3 separate regions of the Zea mays genome follow, and regions 1 and 2 are each linked to region 3. Evidence: chromatin contacts called from public Hi-C data. All regions are on one chromosome and are shown on one strand. The core of a region is the stretch at or near the end of the contact, and the rest is flanking DNA. Distances in the headings are between cores, read along the strand shown.

Region 1 (3,094 bases), core at 185-2,684, 190 kb after region 3:
GGGGTGGAGATTGGAAAATGAGGGTGAGGTGTTGTATCCAAGGGACGACGAGGTGTCGTGCTTGCGTCCTGCTACAAGCATGGGTTTGGCCTGCCCCTTCGTCCCTTCGTATGGGGGATACTCCACTACTATTAGCTGGAGATCCAGAATCTCCACCCCAACACCGTCCTCCATATAGCGTGTTTTATTACGCTATATGAGGCTTTTATGGGCATCGATCCCTATTGGAAGTTGTGGCAGTATCTCTTTAGCGCGTGGGTGACTTTGGGTCGTGGCGGTCAATCGTTTGGTGGCTCAGCCTCCATCCAACTCCTCTCTAGCTGGAAGGCAGAGTATTTCAAGATCTTGCTTCCCTCCATCATTCGGTACGAGGGTGAGTGGTTCTACGCCAAGAATCTGCCCGGCAGTGCTGTACCGTACATCGGATGGGAGCCGCTTTCGACGAATAAGTGGCACCATGGCACGGATGCACGTTCCAAGAGCTAAGTGGAGCAGCTTCTAAAGGCGATCACCACGTTGAAGCAGCACGGTCTTACCAGCGTGTGGCTTATGCGTGTTTTAATGCAACGCCGGGTTAAGCCTCAGATGGCCTGCTAAAACCCGTTGTACAAGTACTCTAGCGTCGACAACCCCGGCCGCCATTCCTCCAAGCCTCTTGCGCTGACCGAGATCGAGACTGCGGGTCTAGGCTATCACCGTTCTATTGTTGTGGGCCTTTATGGACGAGAATTTGCCTCACCCACTTTCCAAAGTTGTTCTGATATGCTTTGTGGTAGGTATATCTATTTATCCTCTTTTCATGTTATCAAATTACATATCAAATCTCATCCTCCACAGGCTCACCAGTCACCAACATCAATCGTTCTTTGTGAAACCCTGTGCTGGAATACACACGCTCAATACATTAGTTGGTACATGAGTCTAATGAAGTCAGGGAAAGAGTACTAATTTTCGCGAGTAAAGGGAAGGCTGGATCCTTTTTAGTTGCATTGATCTTGGCTTGGTAGTCCTCCCCACTCGCGACATCTCTCTAGCCGCACGCTGGACTACAGAGTTAGTTCCGCAAGCTATAAAATTCGGCTCGCCATTGGCTTGCAAGATTGAGTAGTGAGCCGTGGACGCAGCTCCCCACTTCTCATCGCCCCCTTTTTTTAATTTGTGGCCATCTTTGGGGTGGTGGGCGGAGGATTTCTAACTGGATGGTGAAGTTTGTCTGGCGAAAAGGACGGCTGCGACGAACCCGTCCATCGATCCAACGCTGTGCGCGCGTTGGGGGAGGGACCTGCCAGGCCCCACCTGCAGCGACAGACTATTGATAGATGCCTTCCTCTCTGATCACCTGATGGCTGATGCCTTCGCGGCCGTCTTCGCCTGCCGCTGCTACTACTAGTTGCCTTCCTCGCTTCCCCGTCTCGCCCCAGCCGCTTCCCCCCTCCCCTACCCTTTCCTTCCCCACTCGCACTTCCCAACCCTGGATCCAAATCCCAAGCTATCCCAGAACCGAAACCGAGGCGCGCAAGCCATTATTAGCTGGCTAGCTAGGCCTGTAGCTCCGAAATCATGAAGCGCGAGTACCAAGACGCCGGCGGGAGTGGCGGCGACATGGGCTCCTCCAAGGACAAGATGATGGCGGCGGCGGCGGGAGCAGGGGAACAGGAGGAGGAGGACGTGGATGAGCTGCTGGCCGCGCTCGGGTACAAGGTGCGTTCGTCGGATATGGCGGACGTCGCGCAGAAGCTGGAGCAGCTCGAGATGGCCATGGGGATGGGCGGCGTGGGCGGCGCCGGCGCTACCGCTGATGACGGGTTCGTGTCGCACCTCGCCACGGACACCGTGCACTACAATCCCTCCGACCTGTCGTCCTGGGTCGAGAGCATGCTGTCCGAGCTCAACGCGCCCCCAGCGCCGCTCCCGCCCGCGACGCCGGCCCCAAGGCTCGCGTCCACATCGTCCACCGTCACAAGTGGCGCCGCCGCCGGTGCTGGCTACTTCGATCTCCCGCCCGCCGTGGACTCGTCCAGCAGTACCTACGCTCTGAAGCCGATCCCCTCGCCGGTGGCGGCGCCGTCGGCCGACCCGTCCACGGACTCGGCGCGGGAGCCCAAGCGGATGAGGACTGGCGGCGGCAGCACGTCGTCCTCCTCTTCCTCGTCGTCATCCATGGATGGCGGTCGCACTAGGAGCTCCGTGGTCGAAGCTGCGCCGCCGGCGACGCAAGCATCCGCGGCGGCCAACGGGCCCGCGGTGCCGGTGGTGGTGGTGGACACGCAGGAGGCCGGGATCCGGCTCGTGCACGCGCTGCTGGCGTGCGCGGAGGCCGTGCAGCAGGAGAACTTCTCTGCGGCGGAGGCGCTGGTCAAGCAGATCCCCATGCTGGCCTCGTCGCAGGGCGGTGCCATGCGCAAGGTCGCCGCCTACTTCGGCGAGGCGCTTGCCCGCCGCGTGTATCGCTTCCGCCCGCCACCGGACAGCTCCCTCCTCGACGCCGCCTTCGCCGACCTCTTGCACGCGCACTTCTACGAGTCCTGCCCCTACCTGAAGTTCGCCCACTTCACCGCGAACCAGGCCATCCTCGAGGCCTTCGCCGGCTGCCGCCGCGTCCACGTCGTCGACTTCGGCATCAAGCAGGGGATGCAGTGGCCGGCTCTTCTCCAGGCCCTCGCCCTCCGCCCTGGCGGCCCCCCGTCGTTCCGGCTCACCGGCGTCGGGCCGCCGCAGCCCGACGAGACCGACGCCTTGCAGCAGGTGGGCTGGAAACTTGCCCAGTTCGCGCACACCATCCGCGTGGACTTCCAGTACCGTGGCCTCGTCGCGGCCACGCTCGCCGACCTGGAGCCGTTCATGCTGCAACCGGAGGGCGATGACACGGATGACGAGCCCGAGGTGATCGCCGTGAACTCCGTGTTCGAGCTGCACCGGCTTCTTGCGCAGCCCGGTGCCCTCGAGAAGGTCCTGGGCACGGTGCGCGCGGTGCGGCCGAGGATCGTGACCGTGGTCGAGCAGGAGGCCAACCACAACTCCGGCACGTTCCTCGACCGCTTCACCGAGTCGCTGCACTACTACTCCACCATGTTCGATTCTCTCGAGGGCGCCG
Region 2 (3,177 bases), core at 460-2,959, 130 kb after region 3:
CGTGTCAGGATAAAGTGTCAGACGATCCCCACATTGAATGAGCATGCGATACGGTCGGTTGGTAGGGCGATCCGGCCGAGGTTGCTGCACGACAAAGTCTGCCCGAGCTGGGCTTCGGGCGAGCTGAGGGTGCGTCTGCTGACTGAGGGGACCCTCGGGCGAGGCGTGAATCCGTCCGGGACTACTGTCCTTGCCCGAGGCTGGGCTCGGATGAGGTCGCGTCCCCTAGTAGACGAGGCCTGCGCTTTATCAGTCGTTTATGGTTTGTTCTGAAGATGTTTTCCAACTGGATTAAGTAGCATTAGGGGTACCCCTAATTACGGTCCCCGACAATATGTTATACCTCCGTAAAATTTCATGATTTTTTGAGACTATTTATATATCTATTAATTTCTTGTCATAGAAAATCAATAAAATACAATTAAATCCATAAAATAATGTAGCGTCGATCGAAAATTGCAAATAAGTTATGAATACTAATAAATAGTCTCTACAAAGATAACCTTAAGTTCCCACGTAGAGATAACATTAATCCCCCACATAAAAATGATAAAGTATATTAGTTTAATATAAATTTGAACATTATTTTAATAATTTTGGCCTAAAGATATGTTTAAACAAAAAATTGATGTACTATAACGTTATAGATCTCTTCGAGCTCTACAATTTTCATATAAACTTTATCTTCATCCGATTTCATACGTAAAAGTTATGATGTTATAACTATACTATTATGCAGGAAATGAAAAAACGGGTACCCGAATTCCGGGTACCTGTATCCGACCTGACTATCTGAGTATTTACCGGGTAGTCCTCGCTCCGCATCCGACCTGAATCCGAAGCTTCAGTATCCGGGTATTTACCCGTATCCGTCCCGAATATAAAAATATTCGAATCCGTATCGAAAAATGAGTATTTGCAATATCCGTATCCGGTACCCGATGGGTATACCCGACCCGTTTTCACCCTAGCTCCGGCCAGATGCCCTCGCCGGAGGTATTATGGGCATGTTTGGTTCAACTTTTTTCTGACCAGCTTTTTTAAAAATCTGGCTGTGGGGAGAATCTGAGTATCATTACGATTAAGTGTGGAGAAAGATAAAGTTGTTCATAGGGCTCAGGATCTAGAAAGTGACGGATTTCTACTATTACAATGACTCAACCGATTATGTGTTTATGTTGATTTTGGATGGTTTTGCTCCAACAAATTTTATAGAAGCTGACTGAAAAGCTGAGTGTTTAGCAGTCCGCAACAGATTTTGGTGGTCAGAAGCTGTGTCTGTAATTTTTGGTTTGAAGATATACATGCACGCGCTAGATGTTAAAGAGTACTCTTCTACAAGATATTGCCTCGTAGCACGAGGATATCATGGCTGCCAGAGAAACTGTCATAACACAGCATGTGATGAAAACCACAGCGTGCAAAGCAAAGCAAAGCAAATCAAGCCATCTCGTCGACGCCCGAGCAATGACAGCTCGACAGGTGGGGGGGCTCCGCGAGGATCACATGCGCTGTACTCGGTAGCTCTCCGACGAGAGACGATTGCTCTGTTTCGCGGCCACGGCGACTCGCCGGCTCGGCCTCATCTGAACCCAGCAGACATATCGACGCGGGCGTTTTCGCTAGGAAACAAACCCGAGAGGTCTCTCCCAGCACCGGACGTGGCCAACCACCACAGCGCGCCCCCGCTCCACGCCTCCACAGAAAATAAAATCCCCAGCCGTCGTCGCCAAAGACAAGCTCTTCACCACAAACTGACAAACACGACCCAGGCCTTCTTCCTGCGAGTTTCATTTCATTTCATCCTACCTTACCTTTTTACTCCTCCAGTCCAGTCAGAGAACACCATAAGTGGCCGCTACACCTGCTCACTCCATTGCACCACTAGCAAGTAGCAACAGGAGCGCAGGCAGAACTAGAGCGGTCTTGGTATGGCTTCTTCCCTCGCGCCCGCGTCGTGGGCACTGCCGCTGCAGATGGTCGGGGCTGGGGCGGCAGCGGCGGGGCCTTCCTGCCGCGCGACGCTAGCCGTCGTCACGGAGCCCCGCTGGGCCGCGTCGCTGCGCCGGGCAAGGGTTCTCGTGGCGCTGGCGCCCCGGTGCGTGGCGCTCGACGGGCCCGGCGCCAGCGGCGAGGAGGAGGCGCCCAAGATCGAGGACGAGAGGAAGAAGAGCGGTGAGACGAAGAAGCCGGCGCGCGGCCGGCCGGTGTGGAGCCGGATCCTCTTCGCCTCCAAGAAGACACGAAGTATCATCATCCTCAACGCCCTCACGGTCATCTATGGTGTGCGAATACTTCCTTTGTTCTTAATCTCTCTCTCTCTCACACACACAGCCGCTCCAGTTCGTACTATATATGCTCAACTGCTCGGTCTCAAACTCTACTCTGCACGATTCTGGCATTGCTAATTAGGGTATTGAAAAAAATAGCAGTGCATCGCCTCTGTAATCTGTAGTGCTACTCCAAATACTCTTCATGCTAAAGTTCTTTCTCCGACCACTGTGATTGGTTGTGCTGTGGTTGGTATTAACAGTAAAATTGAGCCTTTTGTAGTTCACTTTTGATCCTTTTTTTTTATCCTGCCAGCAAGTGATATTCCGGTTTTGAAAGAGGTCGAAGCCCTGACAGAGCCTGCGGTCTTCAACATGGTGCGGTTCGTTGTTGCAGCCATCCCCTTCGTACCATTCGCGCTCCGTTCCTTCGGTGACCGCAGTGTACGCTACGCGGGACTGGAGCTGGGAGTCTGGGTTAGCTTAGCTTACCTTTCTCAAGCAATTGGATTGCTCTCATCTGATGCTGGCCGAGCATCCTTCATCACGGCCTTCACGGTAGATCCTGCTCCACGCCGTGTTCATTCTGAATTTTGGTGGTTTTGCTGAAATGGCCTGAACTGGCAAATGCTTCTGTTACTGTACAGGTCGTAGTTGTGCCTCTAATTGATGGTCTTCTTGGTGCTTCGATCCCCAGACTCACATGGTTCGGAGCCATCATGTCTCTGTTCGGAATTGGCCTGCTGGAATGTGGTGGATCTCCTCCCAGTGTAAGTAACAACTTTGTTTTTACTAAGTAGTTTATTGGCTGTAGTGAATAATAGCTTTCAGGATCTTACAGAATGGTTAAAGATCTCTGGCACAGTTTCTTGCTTTCCTGACTTCTGTCCAAAAGGTTCTTTATGCA
Region 3 (3,111 bases), core at 493-2,992:
AATCGATATTTTAAAAACTAGGCAGGTCAATTATATACAGTCATTACAAGAATAGGCAAAGTGAAGTACATAACAAGATATACCGCACTAGTTGAAATCATATAAAATTGAACTAAAATTTAAAAAGTATTTCAACTAAATCTAACAATCCATGGGAAATAAAAGGTAATAGCTCAAATTGGTTACCTAAAATTGTCAATAAGGATAATTGCTTCAAAGGCCAACAGAGGAAGGAACACAATCTTCAGATCAAAAGATGGATGATTTCTAACTGGGCAAACACAAAAGAAAAGAAGTGTTAAGATTACAAAGTTAACATAACAGAGAAACTTAACATGCGTCTCAGATTAAACTATTCTAGGAATCTCAATATGGTGACCATACTAGACAGGTTTTGTTACCCAATGGATTCTGACCCTACCTCTTATGCTTTCAAGATATATGCAGAGAAGCAGCTCGAACGCAATTAGTAAAGGCGCTGCAACAATCGAATGACATGGTGCCCACTGCAAGCAAAAAGAAACATATCAGGCTAACTGGATGCAAAATGAGCAATGGTAATGCAAACAGTAAAAAGGTCAGGTTTAATAGACGAGCCACTGTAAATCTCACATGACGGCCATGAGGTAATGAAGGGGCAGGCATTGAAAACCTTCCACGCGCAACAATACCATGAAAGAGCCATAGTGGAATGAATATTATCCTACATGATCAAAGTAGCATCATTAGCAATTTGTATCGGCTTTACCATTGTCAACTTATAGTATTTGTCATAAAGCAATCCATAATTCGGTATTACCTAATTCTAGCTACAAGGTTTTATCGTTGCGTTTGGCGTATCAGAACAGTGCTTAAAGGCATAAAATCTGCTGTCTATTATCCTAGCACAACACCAAGTGAGGAAATGCCGGCGGCTGGCCAGCATCAGCTCGGTTATAGATGGGGTCATTGATAAGCATCAATTGAGAACTACCAGCAGCTCTCAACATTCATCTGAGCCCCAGACATGTAGCTGAATTACACGTCGGCGGAGCAGATTATCCAGCACCAGCTACCAGCAGCCAAGAGCCAACCCTGAAACGCACGCAACACGCAAAAAAAAACGAGCATACGAATCCGCCAATTCCAAAACTACATCTGCATCGCAAGAAAGACGCTCTCCCCCGGTCCCCTCAAATCAGAACGCTGTCCAATAACTCGAAGCCCCTCCCCTCGCTGAAACAAAACTAATTAGATCGAATCGAAGCGGAGGGGGAGGGACGAAAGCCAGGTGGGAGGGGACGGGGAGGTTAGTGTTTAGAGCGCGTACCACCAGGAGTATGTGGTGCGTCCGTCGACCCTGAGCGCGAGGAGGAGAGTGAAGCAGAAGAGCGCGGCGTGCGCCGACGCCGCCTGGGCCGTCTTCCCCACCCCCGCCCACGTGTGCCCCCGCCGCCGCTGCATCTCTCCTGCTCCCTAGACCCCCGACGGGAAAGGCAAATATCCCCTTCTCCGGTGGCTCCGCTTCCTTGGACTCGAAGTTCGGCGATGGGTGGGTGACTCGGAGAAATGGGGGATAAACAGAACAAAGGGTACAAGGGTTTCTCTCTCTAGTCTAGTGATGGAGTCATGGAGTATGATAAGAGCGACGATTCCATTCTGCGTTCTCTCTGCGCTTTTTCGTAATGGAGTAGCATAACCTAGCAGTAGTATATTGCCGAGCCGCTGTTCATGGTCATGGGAGATGGAGAGGGGATGGATTGGATTGGTCGGGTCGGGTCAGAGAAGGAGAGAAGGAGAGGGATCGGGTCCCGGGGGCCAACAACGCGCGCCTGGTGTTTGAGACTGACCGCAACGCTGCCCTCTCCCCTTGCATGCGGCGCGTAGGGGGCACCCTATGGCCGCAGCGGTGCCCCCTACAGCGCCCCCTACGTGTCGGTCCCCTTCTCTCTCCCCTAGATCTAGCGTGTCACTGTTCATCACCCTAAACACTGTGCTGTGGGTCCACGAGTAATTGTTAGTAGATAAAAAATTGATAGTTGATATAGAAAATGATATTTTATAGTGGTAGTGGGGTATAGGGGGAGTATTTAGGGGGAACCGCTGCGGGAGATGAAAAAATAGGGGGGAAAATAGGGGGAAAAAGTGATATAGGGGGAAAAATTTAGGGGTAACGGTTGCGGATAGCCTGAGAAGCCGACGAGCTGGATTTTTTTTCTGCTCGGTATCAGGTCCTTTTTGGTTTAATTGAGGGACTAAGTTATTATCTACTCTGTATAGTTCTATAGACTAAAACTATTCAAAATGTATTAAATAAATCATAAAAAAACCTAAATATTCTTAGTGTTTTCTCGCCGTTAGTGTAACTGAAATAAAGGAGGTCAAAAGGTAGAATCTATATAGTTTAGTCCCTTTTAGTCATCCTTTAATGTGTTTAGTTTGAGGTTAAAGTAGAATGAAGCGGGACAGATACCGTCCTCTCGATTTTTTGGTATCACGCTGTCACTAAAAATTATTTCGGTGTTTAGCTTGCTCTCATGTGACTCTCATTCAAACACTATAAAATTGTGGTCGCTCACTTCATTCCTCCTTATACCTCCAACCAAACATACCATAAGCGACTAGATTATAAAACAATTTAGTCCATATTTTAATCTCATAATTTGATAATTTAATGACTAAATGTAACTAAAATGGATAACTAATCTTTAGTTCATCAAACTAGACGGCGCTAAGTGTAGGAGAATTTTTTTCTGCGACTTGGTGGCTCCGCCCGCGGCCCCCATCGTCCGGCCCCGTTTTGGCGGTTGCTTGCACGGCACACTCTCGGATCCTCCCGCCACGTTCCTCTCCCCGCCCCGCGTCCCACCGTCATCCCGCCCTACACCGACTCGCCGAGACGGAGGATCGCCCGCACCGCGGCGCGGGGACCGGGCCGACGACGCAGCCGGCCTGCCGAGACGCAGGTCAACAACGGATTTGGTGGGTCCGTTCCGTAGCTGCAAATGTCCCAAAATATAATTGGGAAAATATACAGGTAATAACATTGGTAAATGCGAAAGTCAAAAAAAAAACATTGGTAAATGTGTACTCCCTCCATTAATTGAGTGATATTTTAGAGTTAGAAATTTA

What was found. Hi-C and Micro-C count contacts between places; a contact is called where the count stands out from the background.
Region 1: a Hi-C map of leaf shows a contact between it and region 3, with 3 times the contacts expected there. The contact joins the promoter of LOC100191728 here to the promoter of LOC100282654 in region 3. A contact is called at or near these places in 3 of 25 Hi-C or Micro-C datasets (bundle sheath and leaf).
Region 2: a contact with region 3 is called in a Hi-C map of leaf, with 10 times the contacts expected there. The contact joins the promoter of LOC100284729 here to the promoter of LOC100282654 in region 3. A contact is called at or near these places in 14 of 25 Hi-C or Micro-C datasets (bundle sheath, ear, endosperm and 2 more) and 2 of 3 datasets of contacts at active chromatin or transcription factors (leaf and seedling).

The regions. Positions count from the first base shown.
Region 1 is chr1:272,693,901-272,696,994 of Zm-B73-REFERENCE-NAM-5.0, forward strand. LOC100191728 (DELLA protein DWARF8) reads left to right here and starts at 1,435. Exons shown (of 1, transcript NM_001367464.1): 1 at 1,435-3,094. The coding sequence starts at 1,561.
Region 2 is chr1:272,632,190-272,635,366 of Zm-B73-REFERENCE-NAM-5.0, forward strand. LOC100284729 (integral membrane protein DUF6 containing protein) reads left to right here and starts at 1,710. Exons shown (of 8, transcript NR_182097.1): 1 at 1,710-2,283; 2 at 2,611-2,828; 3 at 2,968-3,040.
Region 3 is chr1:272,502,536-272,505,646 of Zm-B73-REFERENCE-NAM-5.0, forward strand. It overlaps LOC100282654 (protein binding protein), which reads right to left and starts at 1,743. Exons shown (of 14, transcript NM_001155562.2): 1 at 1,310-1,743; 2 at 613-703; 3 at 422-506; 4 at 187-271. The coding sequence starts at 1,443.